Linked DNA regions of Mus musculus: region 2 is linked to region 1. A link is a contact called in public HiChIP or PLAC-seq data. All regions are on one chromosome and are shown on one strand. The core of a region is the stretch at or near the end of the contact, and the rest is flanking DNA. Distances in the headings are between cores, read along the strand shown. Region 1 holds the start of Fam3c (family with sequence similarity 3, member C). Region 2 has its middle 68 kb from the start of Gm38773.

What was found. HiChIP or PLAC-seq counts read pairs in DNA pulled down with a chosen protein or histone mark.
Region 2: an H3K27ac HiChIP or PLAC-seq map of microglia shows a contact between it and region 1, with 6 times the contacts expected there. The contact joins the enhancer-like site here to the promoter of Fam3c in region 1. A contact is called at or near these places in 3 of 15 datasets of contacts at CTCF or cohesin (the G1E-ER4 cell line, pro-B cells and thymocytes), 5 of 484 Hi-C or Micro-C datasets (CD4 T cells, LSK cells, bone marrow-derived macrophages and 1 more), 13 of 115 datasets of contacts at active chromatin or transcription factors (the 230-238 cell line, CD8 T cells, the NIH/3T3 cell line and 6 more) and 3 of 9 other capture datasets (adipose tissue, liver and pancreatic islet).

Annotation. Positions count from the first base shown.
Region 1 is chr6:22,354,804-22,357,363 of GRCm38.p6, forward strand. Fam3c (family with sequence similarity 3, member C) reads right to left here and starts at 1,278. Exons shown (of 10, transcript NM_138587.4): 1 at 1,192-1,278.
Region 2 is chr6:22,458,344-22,460,903 of GRCm38.p6, forward strand. No RefSeq gene overlaps it. Among named protein-coding and RNA genes, the nearest start is that of Gm38773, 68 kb to the left of the region's middle. Within about 2 kb of position 1,273, at least 39 of the 459 cell types and tissues checked have an H3K27ac peak or open chromatin away from gene starts, as enhancers often do. A contact at or near this core is called in the 230-238 cell line, the G1E-ER4 cell line, LSK cells and 3 more, where this site is marked.

The DNA of each region.
Region 1 (2,560 bases), core at 28-2,527:
TGCGTCGAGCCGTAACGTGCTGGAAGTCATCAGCTGGTTGTTTTAATGAGTACATGTCTTAAGATTCTATGAAACAAACCTAATCACTAGCATAAAACTAAAAACCTAGCAAACTGCCGGAGAGAAATCATCAGATGAGCAACCTCCAGAAAGAAACAGGATGTAAGACAGCAGGGATGTAAGACAGCAGGGCAAGGGAGAGTAACTTACTTTTCTTAGTGAGTGGCATCTGGGAAGTTATTAACTTTACTTCTTCAGTAATGGAGGTTTCTCTGTGCTCCCTAAGGCACTGTATGAGAAACAATGTTTCCAAAGACTTGGAAATTTTAAGTCTATCACTGGTCCTTCCAGGAAAGCTCAGGCCATGGGATCCGCCATTACCATCCAACTTTAAAACTTTCTCAGGAAATAGGTGTCCTAATCTGTAAAATCTGAGCAGTAATAATAGGACCCGTGTGAGGAGTTGTGAAAACTAAATATGCGCTAGGAAATACTGGGTAACTCTATCTAAGACGGTAAAGATGCAAATTAGGGACTTTGTATACATGTATTTCTTCCTATGAAGAAACGAAGCAAAAGTTCTATCAGATAGTAGTTCTATATTATAGGAATTAACTATGTAAATTGAAGCTGATGACTCCCCGCAAGTTACAGCTAGATGTGTCGATCTCAAATCGTCCATCTGGGACTCATTACTAAGTATAAGAGCGCTGACCATCATGCATACTACATCTGTGAACGCAGCAGAAAATAAAACTAAAAATAAAATGAACAGCACTCATCAAAGACATAGAACACCTATGTGTTCACTTGCAAAAGGAGAAAGCAGCTCCAGTTGGGCAGAAATGCAAACTTTACGAGTGGGTCTAGGCGGTCCAGCACAGAGTTCGAATCCAGCACGCCCGTCCATCCCATCCAGTTCTCTGGGAACGCTCAACCTGCAGGATACCGACCACGAGGGGCAAACACCCGCTTCCAGGTGCAGCCGGAGCCCGGTGGCACTCGCGACCCAACGCCCGGGGCAGACGCCGCTGAGCGGGCCGCGATGCTCCGGACGGCCGGGCCCCGCTGCAGCCAAGACCCGCATCGCGCTGCGAGGCAGGAGGCAACCGGCAGCCGGCGAGGTGCTCCGTCCGCTCCTGCCTCCACGCGCCCAGCCGCGCCCAGCCCAGCCGCCAGCCCGAGCCTCACCCGTCTGCGGTCGCGCCGCCGTCAGTCCTGTCGGAGGCCGACGGGAGGTGCCACCGCCGCCGCCTCCTCCCGAGCGCGCCGATCGCGCCTCGGCTTTCCCCGGCTCCTCCGGCTTCGCCGCGCGCCCGCCCGCGCCGAGGAGGAAGCCAGCTCGCCCCAGGCCTCCTCCCACGCTTCCCGACGCGGCCAATGAGCCCGGCAACCGCGGAGCCGCGCACGCCCCCTGGCGGTGGAGGACCGAGCCGACGCTGAGGTCCCTGGAGGAAGGACCACAGCCGCCAAGATCCCGGGTCGCGTCTGCGACTCAATGTGAACTTGCCACGTGGGAGCTGCCGCGTCCGCAGCCAGGACCTGAGAGGCACCCGGGGAGGAAGGAAAATGTGTCAGCGCCTCCGCCCTTCAGTCACACACACACACACACACACACACACACACACACACACACACACAATCCTGACCCTAACGTACTTCAGGAGGCAATTTGAAATGACCAGTCCTAGTCTAGAGCTGATTCAGACTAGGACCATGGGGAATCTTCACTTGACTCCTGCAAGCTAGGAAACTGATCATAAAAATCCTCTAGACAGGGGATTCAGAACGAATTCTGCAACCCCGAATAATCTATCCAAGGGGAAGAATATTGTTTGCATGCTGCATGTCAATTTCTTCTTTCAAATTATTAGCAGTATGAGGAATGTTTTTCTCATCTGTTAGGAAGTTTACCTTTTATCAAGATTTTATGAGTAACTGGGAAATTAACACAAATTTTACTATGCACAATCTAAGAATACAATATTTTTAGTTTCAAATCCATATCTGTATAATTTGCAACTGCTAACTTCTTTTTTTGGAAATCAGGATAATTTATGGTAGCAAAAATTAAACTTAATGAAGTAATAGGGTTTAATCATAACAATTATGTCATCAAATTTCAACATTCCCTCCAAAACATAAAACACACAACCTAAAAAGAACTATGGGGGCTGGAGAGATGGCTCAGCAGTTAAGAGCACTGACTGTTCTTCCGAAGGTCCTGAGTTCAAATCCCAGCAACCATACGTTGGCTCACAACCATCTGTAACGAGATCTGGAGCACTCTTCTGGAGTGTCTGAAGATAGCTAATGTGTACTTACATGTAATAAATAAATAAATCTTTTAAAGAAAGTTAATGTATAGCAAAATTATTAAATAAATAAATAAAATAAAAACTATGAATTCTGTTGCTTAGGCCCCAGGAAAGGGAAAGAGACAGTAAACATCTGAGCTAAATTTCAAACACTTGTCTAGTCCTTTGCCTTGTTACTTAGTTGCTATGAAGAAACATTATGACCAAGGCAACTCTTGTCAAAACAAAAAACAAACAAACAA
Region 2 (2,560 bases), core at 23-2,522, 100 kb after region 1:
ACTATGAGTAAAACTAAAATCTAGAAAATTGGTTTAAAAGATTGGAGCAGGGATCCCCGAGAGCCTAGTTCTGAGATGACATTGACTATGGGGATGCATGGAGCTAGAGGAAGAGAATTCTAGCAAAGGAAACAGTGCACACTTGCCATTCTCTCTTAGTATTGATGACTCAAGGAGATAATGTTTTTGGGTAATTCAGGATGAAGCCTCGGACAATGGACTGAAGCACACAGAATGAAAACCACAAACACCGTGCCTCCAGATCAAGAAAGGAATATCTTCTCCATTTTGTTCTTAACAATTTCATAGAAAATATGTTGATTCAAATCCTGCTCAGTGTTTTGGAACATAACTAGTGGGAGGAGGTCGGTTTAAATAACACAGTTTCTAGTACCCGGTTCTGTCTTTCAGGTACCAGACATGTTATAGTTAATAAATCTCACATGTAACTTTAAACTATTTTCAATTGTATTTCATGCCTCATCTTATTTTTCTGAGGGTAATGGAAATGCATGGGTCTTAATTAGTCTGACGTTGTGTTTACACGTTTCCACAGTTAGGTCACAAACTCTACTTTTTTTTCCTTTGATGGAGGACAATTACTTTAAGGGACAAAGCTGAATACTTGTAAAATAGCAATTAAACAATTGTCACATTTGTGATTCAACCTAAAAAAGTAAGAAAGAAAGAGAGAGAGAGAGAGAGAGAGAGAGAGAGAAGGAAAGAAAGAGAGAGAGAAAGAAGGAAAGAGAGAAAGAAGGGGAGAAAAGCGGTAAAAACTTTGTCTTACTGTGCACCAAATATTTTTAAAAGTGTATTTGTTGGTTAAATCTTCAAAGAGTCTACAAAGTAGATACTGCTATTATCCTTAATTTGCAGATGAAGACCAGACAGGAGACGAATTGCCAGGTCAGGGATTTGGGCTGGCAGTGGGACCCCAGAGCCTCCTAATCACTGCTTGGATGGACTCAAAGAGCCCAGTTGCCTGACAGAACATGTCTAAAAGAGCATTAGGACTAGTTAAGTGGGAATTTTTGCCACAGACCCTCCATCTTCCTTCCAGTGGTTGCTGTGTGTTGAGGGCATAGAAAGCCATACCCTAAATAGTGTTTAAGAAAGCCAAGTACTTTGAAGTAAAGGAAGTCTGAAAACCAAAAAAGCTGTTTCTGAACCAAGATGGCTATGACTTCGCCCTTTTCAACCCACCCATCCGGTCACTCAGGGAAACGCTTGTTCTTGAAGTCGACTTATCTGCGTAAAGGCAGACCTGCTGAAAAAGGGAACAAACTGCCTTCAGTTCTTTAACTGAGGTTTCATTTTCCAAGCAGGACTGGACGCATACCAAGAAGAGACGACTGAAAGCCAAATACCACACCCAGAGAACTTTCTGGAAGACCAACAAAAATCTCCAGAGCTGCTCATCTTTCATAAACATCACTGAATACCCACAAACTGCCTTCAACCCCATTTTCTTCTCCCTATGCAGAAGAGTATGTGGATATTTGCATATTGCTGTGTTATCAAATGCCCCCACACAAGTAAAGAAGTTCCTGTGCCTTTCCTCCTACTAATATGTCTATTGCAAATTTAGTTCAGAAGATTTGTAGACACCAATCTTTAGAAAGGGGAGGAAGAATTTCCTGTTACCCCCATACTTCTAAGAATCATTTTGCTCCATGCAAGGCTCCTTAAAGAAGAAGAATAAGAAAGATTAAGGTTGTATTTATGTTCAACTATTTTAAAGAACAAGACGGCAGATTTGTTCAGTTGAAGTCAGAATTGTACTCATAAAAATGTGGTCATTTCTATGGCTCAAAATACCACATACTAGAGAATATACAGCCAGCTAAAGCCTTATTCCTGTTACTCATGTGCAAAACACACACACACACACACACACACACACACACACACACACACACACACACAAATTCAGCTCTTCTACTACAATGAAAAACCAGCCCTAAGTTCAGATGATTATAAACAGGAAAATTCTAATAATTAGAAATTGGAGAGTTATTTTTTACTATGTAAAGAGTTTTAGTAATATGCAAAAGCCTATATTTTTCACACAATATATCCTATTATGGTTTCCCTGCCCTCTACTCTTCGAAGCTCCTCCCTTCTCCTCCCATCCAATCCACTCCCTTTCTGATTTTCACTTTAAAGCAACCAGGCTTCTAAGGGATAATAATAAAGTAAAATATAATAAGATAAAACTAAATATCATAACAGGACAAAACAAACAAACGAAAGGAAAGAGGCTCAGGAAAAGGCACGAGAAACGGATATAGATACAGAGACTCACTCAATTGCACACTCAGCAATCTCATAAAAACACTAAACTGGAAGCCACAATATATAGGCAAAGGACCTGTGGGGTAAAATAGGAGAAGAAAAATATAGATAAATAAAAATTTAAAGGTGAGATCATTGTTTCCATTCGTTAATTTATTTATTCACTTTACATCCCAATCCTGGTTCCCTGCTCCTCTCCTCTCCTCTCCTCTCCTCTCCTCTCCTCTCCTCTCCTCTCCTCTCCTCTCCTCTCCTCTCCTCT